3 separate regions of the Pan troglodytes genome follow, and all the other regions are linked to region 3. Evidence: chromatin contacts called from public Hi-C and HiChIP or PLAC-seq data. All regions are on one chromosome and are shown on one strand. Each heading gives the region's core, a stretch centred on a gene start, on an enhancer-like site or on the middle of the called end of the contact. The rest is flanking DNA. Distances are from core to core; before and after follow the strand shown.

Region 1 (4,771 bases), core at 1,609-4,108, 180 kb before region 3:
AAGTAAGTTTAATATTTTTAATGAAAACCCTCTAACATGGCATATATATAAAGCCATCATCTGAGAGTCCTAAACCTAACAGGAAGGAATATAAAGGTTTAGAGTCCAAATGTCTGCTATCCAGTTCCCCCTCAGTCACTTATTAGTTCCAGGGCCTGGATACATCAACTAAAGTTTCACCAAGGTGTAATTACCTCAAGTGTAAAATAGGAATACTACTATTTGTCTGTCTCCACATCACTGGGTAGGAAGGAAGGATCACATGAGCTGATCTATGTAAAAGTATATGTGGAATGTATGTGAATCCTACAAGCCTGTTAACGTGGGAACTAGAAGGCATTTTACCAATGTTTATTTTTTGTAAAAGGCTTCATACAAATATGTGCATCTTGTTATAATCACATTTAACTTTCTACCTCCTATAAATGGATAATGGGAATCTGAAAATATGAATAAAAAGCAACAATTAAGGAGAAAACAGAAAGCAAAGCCCAAATGAGGATCCACAAAAACAGTACAATCCTCCTCAAACATAAAAGAACCATCAAGAATCCTGCTGAGAGGCATTAACAGTGGCAAGAGACTTTGATGAACATCCAGACCAATCCTCTCACAACACAGACAGAGAAACTGAGGCTCAGAGGTTAAGTTTATTTGTCCATTCAACTAGTTAACAGAGCAAAGCCTACAATACAAGTCTTCTGATTTTTTTTTTTTTTTTTTTTTTTTTTGAGACAGGGTCTCACTCTGTCACTCAGGCTGGAGTGCAAGTGGCATGATCACAGTTCACTGCAGCCTTGACCTCCCACGCTCAAGCAATCCTTCCACCTCAGCCTTCTGAGTAGCAGGGACCACAGGCACACGCCACCACGCCCCTCTAATTCTTTTGATTTTTGGTAGAGACAAGGTCTTGCTATATCGCCCATGCTGGTCTCAAACTCCTGGCCTCAAGCGATTCTCCCACCTTGGCCTCCCCAAGTGCTGGGATTACAGGCCTAAGCCACCGCACCAGCCCCTCCTCTGACTTCTTGTCTCATGTTCTTCCCCACCCCACAGCCTCTCCTATGAATCTTTGCCTTGGCTTTTTTTCTTTCGTACCACTTTCCATGTTTTAGCATCCAAGTAACTTAATAACATAACTTTTTCTTGCAGTTAAAAATTGTTTATTTGGCCGGGCACAGTGGCTCATGCCTGTAATTCCAGCACTTTGGGAGGCTAAGGTAGGCAGATCACAAAGTCAAAAGATAGAGACCATACTGGCCAACATGGTGAAACCATGTCTCTCCTAAAAATACAAAAATTAGCCAGGCTTGGGAGCACACACTTGTAGTCCCAGCTACTCGAGAGGCTGAGGCAGGAGAACTGCTTGAACCCGGGAGGCGGAGGTTGTAGTGAGCCAAGATCATGCCACTGCACTACAGCCTGGACAACAAAGCGAGACTCCGTCTCAAAAAAAAAAAAAAAGGTTTATTCATTCATACACTCATTCAACAAACACACACTGTTACTGTTCACAATTGAGTCCAGTGGGAGAGAGAAGAAAGTGAATGAATAGTTTCATAACAATGTGATAAGTGCAGCACTGGAGGAATGCAGTAGACTAAGGGCTCCTATGCAACCTGAGGGGTGGGAATGACTTGGAATAGGAGTCATCCAAGCTGGGGGGATGGAGAAAATAAGGCAGTGAGTTAGGGCAGCAATGAAATTCATAAATATAAATCTATTTCGATATTCTTTTTTCTTTGGTAGCCTTAAATACACCAAATATAAAATAGAGTTCAATAAACAAGTAGAGTCATCAATTAGCACTTTTTAGCAAATAAAATAAGTAGATTCAAAGTTTTAAGAATGAAAGGTAAAGAACTAATCTCAGAGCCAGGCACTGTGACACACCTGTAGGTCCAGCTACACAGAAGCCTCAGCCAGGAGGAGCACTTGACCCCAGGGAGTTCCCAGCTTGGGCAACGTAGCAAGACCCCAGCACATAAAAAAATATATAATTAATCTCACCTTCTAAACAGAGAAAAATGAGTTGAAAAAAGTTATGATGTGACTACCTCAGATTTCCTACAAATGTAGGACAGTTCCCTCTGAGAGAGCTTATTTGGTGGCAGGACCTAATTCAATATGAGGTGGAAATATCAAAGAGAAAATGAAATAAAAACTAAATGGGCCCCTCCACCAACAAAAAATTAAAGATTATTGCCAGTGGGAGGTCACCATTGAGAATAAAAGACGTAGAACAAACCAAAAAAAGAAGCTCTCAAACTAAGGAGGTGAAAAAAAGAAATCAAACGGGAAACCTGAGGGTCTATGTGCACAGTCTTGGTCTTCCCCCACACAACAAAATCTAGGGCCACTTTAGGGTTCTATGCCCTTTTGTTCCTAACTCGACATTGCCCACTTCTGGCCAGAATGTAAAGCAACCCCCAACCCAGCATCTAAACCTACCTGGACCTCTGCTGCCCCCCAATGACTGGAAAGAAACTAGGTTTTTTAACACAGGTATCAGTAGCTTCTTCCCCCAAACTCAACTCCTTATGTTTTGTAGTAGTCTCTCAACACATGAAACATACAATCCACTAGGTGGCAGCAAAGCCCACAGAATAACATCAAGATCCCCTTCCCGAGGAAATTTTCTAGATTACTATACTTTAACTGAATTCGAAAAGCCAACACAATTTCATGTTTGTAAATAGTGCTGCCAGTCAGAGTATAAAATGTTCTGCCCAACCCTGTAGCCCCCTTGTTCCAGCTAGGATCAAACACTGAATTTTTTAAGACTTGTGAGAGAATGGTCTCCATTATAAAAACAAAACAATGCTAACAAGGCACAGGCATTTGGCAACTATCTCCCTGGGAGCTGAGCACATTTTCAAGCAAGGTTTTGTCCCTTTGGGCCCAGTTCACCCTTCCTTCTGATCCAGGGCCCAATTCATCAGGAACTTTAATTCTCAAACTGTGATCCAATACAGTTCTGTCCTTCTTTTCCTCATTACCCTTCAGAACACCTGAGATGGACTGAGATTTTTTTTTTTTTTTAAAAAAAGAGTTTCACAGGCCAGGTGCAGTGGCTCACGCCTGTAATCCTAGCACTTTGGGAGGCCAAGGCGAGTGGATCACGAGGTCAGGAGTTCAACACCAGCCTGGCCAACAGAGTGAAACCCCATCTCTACTAAAAATACAAAAACTAGCCGGGCAAGTGCCTGTAGTCCCAGCTACTCGGGGAGGCTGAGGCAGGAGAATTGCTTGAACCCGGGAGGCAGGGTTGCAGTGAGCCAAGACTGCACCACTGCACTCTAGCCTGGGCAAGAGAGTAAGACTCTGTCTCAAAAAAAAAAAAAAAAAAAGAATTTCACAAAGAAACACAGAAGAACAAACATGGAAAAAACTAAAGTATATACATTTTTAAATACTGAAATCCACTGAGCTTCTTTCTGTCATGGATTCATTCAAAAATATGCCGCCACCTACACATCAAAAACTGATCATTTCAGGTGTGCATGGATTTCTGGGGGTCAGAAGCTCACTGGGAGCATTTTTGCTTTTGTATTTTCATTTGTATAGTCTAAAAAATAAAAAATATTGAGTCTTTCTTGATCACCTGGATAGATACATTAGTTATAAGATTTCTACCAAGGGGCTCTTTTTTTTTTTTTTTTTTTAGAAAACAGAGTCTTACTCTTGCCAGGCTGGAGTGCAATGGTGCAACTTGGGCTCACTGCAACCTCCGCCTCATGGGTTCAAACGATTCTCCTGCCTCAGCCTCCCGAGTAGCTGGGATTACAGGCACCGGCCACCACGTCCAGCTAATTTTTGTCTTTTTAGTAGAGATGAGGTTTCACCATGTTGGCCAGGCTGGTCTCGAACTCCTGACCTCAGGTGATCCACCCGCCTCGGCCTCCCAAAGTGCTGGGATTACAGGCGTGAGCCACCGCGCTCAGCCATCCTAGCCAGGCTCTCTCAACTTCAGTTCCTCATCTGTAAATGAGAACAGCAGGCCTATCCTCATGAAATTATTCTGAAAATAAAATGATATAGAACAAGAAGTACTTAAAGCACAGCACTCATTATCTGTTAACTTCCTTACTTCCCCTTGAATTATTTATTTTTTTAACCCAATGCCATTTTCTTTTGACCTGCTTCTTTCAGAGTAGTTTAGAGTTTGTCACCCCCAAATTCATGTAAGATCAGCTATATTACAGAATTTTTTTTTAATATCAAACTCTCAACTTAGTTGGAAAATATAAAGACATTCAATCTGTTTTGTTCTACCTTCTGAGTTGGTATAAATATTGAGAATTTACTTGGAACTATTTTTAAAGTGCTGTGGCACAGTGCACATATAGCTGAGTTAGAAGCACATAAAAGGAGCAAATAAATGTATATTTTTAAAAACTGAGAGCAGGACAGTATAGTATAATTCAAATGAAGGATCTCTATGAAAAACAATCTGGGCAATCCCCCAGAGAGAAAGATTTTTCTATGAACATACTCTCCATAGAAAGATTTAACACTACAATCTGGGATTGAGGATTTTGCTGTGCTTTGGGCCCATAATTCCCAGCTGAGCAGGTGGTCCTAGGTTGTTAATATGGTCTGCAGTACACAGTTTCTGCTGAGACTGCTTTTTTGTCTCTGCTTTTGTCATAATTTTGAAATACTAAGCTCTCTGCAGTAGAGTCCTCCTCCAATCATGACAGCCCTAAGAAATAATTTTCCATGATTTGGTATCTCCCTGAGCCTAGAAAACATCCTTGAAATGTTTGCT
Region 2 (4,782 bases), core at 8-2,507, 150 kb before region 3:
AAGCCCCTAAACTCTATAAATGCTGGTTCTCCTAAACGTTAAGTCTTTATAATGATCAGCTTAACACTGTGTTGCTACAAAGAAGAAATCTCAGAATCATCTGGGTCCTGCAGGAAGGCTAAAGAAAAATGCTTTGATAAACCCCTGTGCACCAGCATTCTCTCACCCATCCTCCACCACTCCCCAGTCTGGTTTTTTTTGTTTGTTTGCTTGTTTGTTTTTGTTTTTTGAGATGGACTTTCACTCTGTCTCCCAGGCTGGAGTGCAGTGTCACAATTTTGGCTCACTGCAACCTCCGCCTCCTGGGTTCAAGCAATTCTCCCTGCCGCAGCCTCCCCAGTAGCTAGGATTACAGGTGCCTGCTACCACACCTGGCTAATTTTTTGTATTTTTAGTAAGAGATGGGGTTTCACCATGTTGGCCAGACTGGTCTCGAACTACTGACCGCAAGTGATCCACCCACTTTGGCCTCCCAAGGTGCAGGGATTACAGGCGTGAGCCACCGCGCCCCACCCCTAGTCTGGTTTTAACTAAGGGGATGATCTGAAATCTGACAGTTCCAGGGAGGTCAGGCCCTGTTTACCAATACAAGCAAATTCAGCAGCCAGCCTCAAGATTTAGCTCCTCTGCTGAGCAAACTGAAGTGCACTCAGGACCTCTGGGCCAAGCCAGCCTTATCTCCCTGTCCCCGCATTTACATACCGAAAGGAGACCTAGCCTTATTGGTGAGTCCTTCAACTGTTATCCTCCAAACTGAGGGTGACCTGGAGTTGAGCTATATTTTCCCTGGAAAATAGGTTGGGGTCAGAGTCAACATCAGAGCAGAGATATGCCCATTTTGGCAGATGTCATATAGGTTTAGGTTTGCCAGAGAAAATACAGGATGCCTACTTATGTCCCAAATACTGCATGGCCCATACTTATTCTAAAAAAGTATTTGCTTTATTTAAATCTGGAATTTACATTTAACTAGGTGTCCTGTATTTTAGTTTCGAAATCTGGCATCCAGGCCCTTTGTAGGAGCATTCAACCAATGGTGTTGTCTCCACAAACATTTAAGCCTCTTACTAGAAGGAACATTAACAAGGGTCGATTTCAGGAGGACACAGTTACAATGGGAAGCCCAAAGAGTGGGTGCGAGCGTGCAGGCGTAGTTCTACCACTTTTTACTTATGAGAGAAGGGAGGGCTGTCGGAGCTCCTGCAAGGACTCCCCCAAATGTGTGACCAGGATTACTGTCCTATTCTGAGACCGTCAGAGACATCTCTGCCGGGACACATGCCAGTGATTGAAAACACAGCAAGGGCCCCACTAGCTGAAACCAAGTTGCAGAGTTTTGAGAGTCCCACCGCCGACCGCCGGCCCGCCGCGAGCCCTGCCCCCTGCGCGGCCACGCCCCCTTGTTCCCCGCGGCCTCCCGGGTCAGCTGGTGCTGGCGTCAGGCGCTGGGCGGGCTCGCCAGGACCTGGCAAGGCTTGTTTACTATGGCCGATGATCTGGAGCAGCAGTGAGTTAATCCTGTCCCTTTCTCTCTTTCTCTGTCTCTCTCTGGGCCATGATCCTGGGACTGTCTGTGGCTGAGGAACAGTTGTAGACACCGTCCCGCTCTTCCTTTTCCAGGTCGGCCTCCGGGGAGGGCGGGGGGTGGGTGCGTTGCTTGCTTTGCATTTGCCCAGAAGAGGCAGCGGCTGAGCCTGGGGAGCCATGGGAGACGCGCTCGCCCGCAGCCCGGGGATCCTGGCTTTCTACCTTAGTCCTCGCGAGTGCCCCTCATTCTCCTCTGGCCTCTGGAGAGATTCCATGTTGATGTGTGAGATCCCCGAAAGCAAGCTTGTGGGACGCGGGTGCGGAGGTAGCAGCCAGGCGTGCTCGTCTCGACTTGCCCCAGAACGCAGTCGTGGGGATGGAGAGAGCCTCCTCCCTCCGCCCGGCAAAGAGAAGATGTGGAGAGACTGGAGAGGTCTCCATCGCGCTGAAATTGGTGTGGAACAACGGGCTTGCGAGTTTCTTTAGCTGTCGCCCACCGAGACACGTAGCCGCATGTGATCCTAGTTGATAATGCTTTTAATAATCATAACAACATCTTTAATGCAATGGTTTCAGATTTAGAGCTATTGGGATTTGCTACCACTCTTTCAAGGGCATCAGGTTTGGGATACCACCTGTAGGTGGTGTGACTAGCAGTTCGCAATCTGATAGGAGTAAGAAAAAGTTGCTACGAGAAGAATGACTCAGCTCCCAGCCGAGCCTTGGTTTCACCAGAACTGGGCCTTTCCTGGACCCAGTAATCCTGTTTTTCAGACCTGTAGAACTGGAAGTCCGGGAAACTAATTAACTTTATGACCATAATTAATAGCTTGCTGGGCTTGAAAGAAATGTCCAGGGGAATGTTTTACTTTCTAAGATGACTTTTCCAAGAGGAAATTTGCAATGCTTTAAAGGACTTAGGGAGGCAGAATATTAGAGCTGGAGGACATGCAGGTAGTTCAGCTCCTTTTTAAAAATGAAGAAGCTGGTGTCCATAGAAATTAGGAGACTTGCCCAAGATCACAGAGGTCTAGAACAGGATTTTCTCCCAGCACAGAACCCCTTGTGTTTCTCCCGCATCAAGTTGACAGAGACCGTCCTAGCCAGGTTAAGTTCACGGCTGAATGTCTTTTCTGCTCCTTGCCTCAATTTCCCACCCCAGCCCTTACCTCCCGCATAGTTTTGAGCACATACAGTGTGCCAGGCACCATTTCCAGAGTTTACCTGTAACATTTTTGGTGAAGAAGGAAAGCAAAGTAATTCTCCCACCAAGAACTCTCTGCTGAGCAGTCTATGATGCTGTTCCTTGGGTAGCGTTTCTCCTGAACTCTGCTTTGTACAGTAACAGGACAATGTGGGATCCAGGTGTTATGATCTGACTTGTCACAGTCTGTGATTTAGAGAGAAAATTTGTCTCTTAAGGCTGACAAAATCCTGTGGTCTTGGTCCCCGTGCTTCAAGCCTACAGGGAATTCCAGTAGAATATTAAAAGGATTCTGAGTCTCCCTAGGATTAGATCGATTGATATTGACAACTCTCATCTGGCTAAAACCATTGATGTATCACTCCCAGCTGCAACCCCAGTTTTTCTTTCAAACTTCGAACATCCACTGAGAGTTGCTACTTGCAAAACACTGGGAATGTAGACAACTTATGATTTAGCTGGGGGGAAAGAAAGTTGATTGGGAGTTTGTGCTAGGCAGTATTCTATATGCTTTAGATGCATTAACACTTTTAATCTTTATAGCAACCCTATGAGGTAGATATTATTACCTCCCTTTTAAAGATGAGGAAGCTCTGACACAGAAAAGCTAAATAATGTGCCCATAGTCACATTGCTGGTAAGTGACAGTGCTAAAATTGGAACTCTGGCCTTCAGAGTTTAGATCACACCTCCCTTGAGAAAACAGACATAAATGTAAAAATGTGGTTATGTTCTGTGAATATTTGTATATGACCTTGAAAAGCTGAGGGTGGAAGGTTCAGGGAGAGAAACCTGGATTTGAGATAAGGGGTTCTAGTTCTGGTTCTTTTTTTCTAACTTGTATGACCTCTTTGGGCATCAGTTTGCTCATCTGTAAAATACAGAGGCTAGACTAGTTGATTCCTAAGGAAACATCCTAATCTAAAATTCTGTGCTTCAAATGATGTATCAGGATGCCCAGTGTGGGCCAAGGGGATTTGGTAATGGTTCCCCTCACTCCCCCTTAGAGTGCCCTACCTTGAATACGCCAGTGTTCACAGGCCCTTCCTATAGCTGTAGATATCTGTCCTGTAACTCAGGCAGAGTTCAAGAAAAGAGAAATATCATATGGGGTTAACAAGGAATAATACAAACTGTCATTCATTGAGCATCTCATTTGTACTGGGCATCTTACAAGTGTCCTTACATATACAGATGCTCAAAGACAGGTTATTTAATGGGCCAAAACCATTCTGCTCATCAATGATAACACCATGATTCAGGTCCAGCAGGGGTGTGTGTGTGTGCGTGCGTGTGTGTGTGTAATTCCAAAGCTGGTGCTTTTAACCTCTACCTTGCAATGACTTAAGGTCCCTGGGTGTGAAGGAGAAAACAGGATGAGTTATCTGTGTTACCGCATGTCATTAGAGGTGAGGACATAGGTGAGCTTTCTACTCATTTTACAATCTAGAAAACAAGACCAGAGGGAACCTGTGTCCTGTCAGTGAACCATAACAGAACTTGAATCCAGGTCTCTCACCTCCTCCTCCCTGCCTACCCCATCTCCATGGGTTGGACTGATTGATTACCCGAGAGATCAGTTGGGCACAACACAGTATTCCACACTTCTAGGGGCTTGGAAGAGGGCATACATAAACACCAACCAGTGCCCTGCCAGTAGGGCAGACGGCATGGGAATTTGTCCTACTGTTAAGGAACAGCTAGTACTGGGGACAGCAAAGGATAACTGAAACATTAGTTAAAAGATGCCTCTCCCTTTAATCTCCTTGAACATAAATTATGATAATCAGTAACAAAGAGAAATTAGAAAGCTGAAGTGAGATAATAAATACGACAGAGCTTTGTAAACTCTAAAGTATTATATACAGGATGTTCTGAATATCTATTGAAACAAGGGGCATGTTGTTAATACCCATTTACCAAAAAGAAACAGTCTATCAGGTAGCTAGGGAACTGCTGCCTGCCATGGGGGGCAGGTCTCTCAAGGCTAGGAAACACCCTGCTTCCTGAGAACTCTTTTGTAACTCTCAGCAAGGCTAAGAGCATCAAGG
Region 3 (4,118 bases), core at 1,273-3,772:
TCAAACTCCTGAGCTCAAACAATCCACCTGCCTCAGCCTCCCAAAGTGCTGAGATTACAGGCCTGAGCCACCATGCCGGCCCAACATAACTTTTATATGCACTGCAAAACAAAAAAATCCCTGTGACTCACTTTATTATGATATTGGCTTTATTGTAGTGGTCTGGAACCCAACCCACAGTATCTTCCAAGTTTGCCTGTACATTTTAGCTATCTATTATTGAACAACTTAGTGACTTAAAACTACAATAATTTTATTTATTTGCTTGTAATTTTGCAATGTGGGCTCAAATAGCCTTTCTTTGCTCCACACGCAGTCACCTGAGGTGGCTCCAGTGGGCTGGAGAATCCACTTTTTAAATGGCCTTCTTCACGTGGCTGGCAAAAGTTGGTGTTTTAAATGGCCTTCTTCACGTGGCTGGGAGTTCAACTGAGGCTGTTGGCCAAAACCTCAGTTCTTCTTCACATGGTTGGTTGGGCTTTTCACAGGCAGGAAGTCTGAGAAGTCAAACTTCTAACACAGCAGCTGGCTTCCCCCGAATGCAAAAACAGAAGCTATCAGGCCTTCTTAAGGCATAGTCCCAAACTGGCATAACATCACTTCCAACGCATTCTACTATTGATTAAAGCAAGTTACAGGCCCAATCAGACTCAAGAGAAGAGAACTCCTAAAGGTGCAAATATTGGGAAGCCTGGTTCATTTGGAGCCACCAAAGTAGCAGTGTACCGTTAAGATAGTCACCCTGCCAAGTGTACTGTAGCTGTATATTTGTAATTACTTCTAATTGTATTGAGTTTTAAAAGTAATCTCTAAAAAAAAAATCAGTGTTTCCATATCAAAAATCTATTGATGTTTACAATAGCATCCAACATATACAAGTGTTAGCTCATACCACTAATTATTACTAAATCAGTATTATAGTTCTTTGCCTCCTATTTTCGCCATATCTGTCAGGTACATTCATAATCGTTCCAAATGAGCAGTCACTGAAATAATTTCAGGTTATTGTATCTTTCTGAAACTATAATTTGTTGTTTAGAAAGTAATCTGCATATTGACAGACTTTGTAAGGGTTCAAACATAATCAAACTCCACCTTTCTGACCAGTAACTTTTTTCCCTGAAGATGAATGCTTTTAACTTCAAGAAACAGAACACCCAAGCAACAGACTTAGAGTCTAAACAGTAAAGACCTTTAATCATCTTTTTTTTTTTTTTGAGATGGAGTCTGTCGCCCAGGCTAGAGTGAGGTGGCTCCACCTCGGCTCACTGCAACCTCCACCTCCCGGATTCAAGCAATTCTCCTGCCTCAGCCTCCCTAGTAGCTGGGACTACAGGTATGCACCACCACGCCCGCCTAGTTATTTTGTTTTTTTGTTTTTTGTATTTTTAGTAGAGACAGGATTTCACCATGTTGGCCAGGCTGGTCTTGATCTCTTGACCTAGTGATCGAGACCACCTCAGCCTCCCAAAGTGATGAGATTACAGGTATGAGCCACTGCACCCGGCCAAGACCTTTAATTAACTTACACAACAAAGTCTGGAGATAGGCAGTTCCAAGCATGGTACAGCAGCTCAATGATATCATCAAGTATTTGGGTGTTTTCTATCTTTGCCCTCAACCATCTTCAGCACGTGAGTTTTTCTTTTCTTTTTTTTTTTTTTTTTTTTTTGAGATGGAGTCTCGCTCTTGTTGCCCAGGCTGGAGTGCAGTGGCACAATCCCGGCTCACTGCAACCTCTGCATCCCGGGTTCAAGTGATTCTCCTGCCTCAGCCTCCCGAGTAGCTGAGATTACAGGCGCCCACCACCACGCCCGGCTAATTTTTGTATTTTTAGTAGAAATGGGGTTTCACCATGTTGGCCAGGATGGTCTCGACCTCCTGATCTCATGATCCACCCACCTCGGCCTCCCAAAGTACTGGGATTACAGACCTGAGCCACCGCGCCCGGCCTGCACGTGAGCTTTTCATCTGGAAACTTGTCCCCTCATGGTCAGTCCTCACACCACCCCACTTACAGAAGAAAAAAATGGAAAGGTGAAGTCTCCTCTGGAAGCTTCGTCTTTTTATCTGGGAGGAAAATATTTCCCAGAAGCTGCCTTCTCTTAATTTCTGTCAGACTCTAGACTACCCTCAAATTTCATTGGACCTGCGATTACAGTATTACCTAGCAATAAAAATCAAAAGAATCGAACATCATTGAGTGGGAAAAATCCTCTGCAAGTACAGCCAAGCCTTTTCTGAGGCTATTTTTAAACTTACAAATCAGAGGACAATCGCGACATTAGAGGAAAATTACCCAGGTTTACGCCATCACTAACGATGATAGCTTACGATGATAGCTAACCCAGCTCTTCAACTTCCTTTCAATCTCCAGAAAAGGCTCGCTGCGTGCTCATGGTAACGTGGCTTTACAGATTTTTACCCACTTCAAATATGGCCGCCAAGCTCCGTTCTCTTTTACCACCTGATCTGCGGCTACAATTCTGGCTTCATGCCCGCCTCCAAAAGTGCTTCCTCTCGAGGGGTTGTGGTTCTTAGTGCGCAGGCGCAAAAGCAAGTCCTCTTCCGGGCAAAATGGCGATGGGACTAATGTGCGGACGCCGGGAGCTTCTGCGCTTGCTACAGTCCGGGCGTCGGGTAAGGATGCCCCGGGGCTGAGCACCGGGATGCTGCCCTGACCCAGTGAACCAGGCCCCAGGACAGCTCGTCCTAGGGGTATGAGCAGACGCTGACCTGCTCACCGGGACCTGAATGTCATGACCTCGGGTCATGTGAGGACGCGCTAGGGTTAGTCCCCGACACTATGGGCCCAGCAGCCAGGTGTCAGCTTCTGGAATTGGCTTCGCCCCTGGCGAGAGCACCTCGGCCTCGTTCTCAGGGCCCTCCGATGTGGGTCTGCGATAACTGAGATGCGGGGAACCCAGGTTCGAGCTTCGCTTTGCAGGCACCACCCGCTGCATGCCTTCGGGCTAGCGGTCTGCGCGCGGTGATAGCAATGTCCTCTCCTGTAGTGGCCGAGCTGTCTGCTTCTTGGGGAGTTAGCATAATGAATCCCGTTTGCCCCCACGCGAGGACTTCTGCTCCCGGTAAAGGGGCTCCATCATCCTTTTACACGCTCAGGTCCACAGCGTCGCAGGGCCCTCGCAATGGCTTGGGAAACCGCTGACCACACGGCTCCTATTCCCAGTAGCCCCGTGCTGCTGTCGCCCACACTACCTCTTCCTTGCGGCTTCCGGCCCCCGCAGCCTCAGTACCTCTGCCATCTCGTTTGCAGAAGTCCAGGTAAGAGGCCTTTCATTCCTGCAATATTAGGAGTGGTGTTTCCTGGTTGGTTTCATATTTTGTTTTGTTTGGGAGCAGGGGGAATATGGAGCAGAGTTCTTGTCCACGCTCCACACAGCTCTCCAAAATGATAGCATCTCTGCTTAGGATGGATTTTCAATTCAGTGGGGAAATGATTGAAAGTACAACAGGAGAGATGTTATATTTGGTTTTCTGAGCTGTTTTAAAGAAAAGCAATTGTTTCATGTTAATATATGGCAAAAATCATGATAGTGATATTCAAATGGCTGAAGTTTGGAAAACAGTGATAAAAGAAATAACTTCCCAGCATGAAGGGAAGTCATGGATTCTTACTCAAACTAACTTCTCTTCCTAACTATTGATAAAAATGAGATGTCCTTTTTAAGCTTGAAATCTGCAGACACTAGGCTAACCCGGAAGAACAAGAAGTAGAGAGAACAGAACCCAGTACTGGTTATTATAAAAAGATCTCACTTTCTTTGTGTTCGCTACTGAATAAATATAATACAAGGCTTTCTTTCACACAGGTTCAGGCCCCTCCTGTTGTTGCTGCAACTCCCTCACCCACAGCAGTACCTGAGGTGGCTTCTGGAGAGACTGCAGATGTAGTCCAAACTGCTGCAGAGCAGAGCTTCGCTGAACTGGGGCTGGGGTCATACACCCCAGTGGGGCTGATCCAGAATTTACTGGAATTTATGCATGTCGATCTGGGCCTACCTTGGTGGGGGGCCATTGCTGCATGTAAGGGGAATATACCCTGGACATGGGTTAGGGATTTAACCTCATAGATGGCAATTCTTTGAATGGATTCA

Evidence for each region. A called contact is a pair of places that touch in the nucleus more often than the background predicts. HiChIP or PLAC-seq counts read pairs in DNA pulled down with a chosen protein or histone mark.
Region 1: a contact with region 3 is called in a Hi-C map of induced pluripotent stem cells, with 2.1 times the contacts expected there. The contact joins the enhancer-like site here to the promoter of OXA1L in region 3. A contact is called at or near these places in 4 of 7 Hi-C or Micro-C datasets (blood, induced pluripotent stem cells and stem cell-derived neural progenitor cells) and 1 of 1 datasets of contacts at active chromatin or transcription factors (stem cell-derived excitatory neurons).
Region 2: a contact with region 3 is called in an H3K4me3 HiChIP or PLAC-seq map of stem cell-derived excitatory neurons, with 3 times the contacts expected there. The contact joins the promoter of ABHD4 here to the promoter of OXA1L in region 3. A contact is called at or near these places in 1 of 7 Hi-C or Micro-C datasets (stem cell-derived neural progenitor cells) and 1 of 1 datasets of contacts at active chromatin or transcription factors (stem cell-derived excitatory neurons).

The regions. Positions count from the first base shown.
Region 1 is chr15:20,955,908-20,960,678 of NHGRI_mPanTro3-v2.0_pri, forward strand. The region is part of intron 2 of DAD1 (defender against cell death 1); the gene reads right to left. Among named protein-coding and RNA genes, the nearest start is that of DAD1, 26 kb to the right of the region's middle. Within about 2 kb of position 2,859, at least 5 of the 24 cell types and tissues checked have an H3K27ac peak or open chromatin away from gene starts, as enhancers often do. A contact at or near this core is called in induced pluripotent stem cells, where this site is marked.
Region 2 is chr15:20,984,714-20,989,495 of NHGRI_mPanTro3-v2.0_pri, forward strand. It overlaps ABHD4 (abhydrolase domain containing 4, N-acyl phospholipase B), which reads left to right and starts at 1,258. Exons shown (of 7, transcript XM_016925857.3): 1 at 1,258-1,507. The coding sequence starts at 1,485.
Region 3 is chr15:21,131,598-21,135,715 of NHGRI_mPanTro3-v2.0_pri, forward strand. OXA1L (OXA1L mitochondrial inner membrane protein) reads left to right here and starts at 2,523. Exons shown (of 10, transcript XM_016925862.4): 1 at 2,523-2,640; 2 at 3,124-3,285; 3 at 3,834-4,047. The coding sequence starts at 2,578.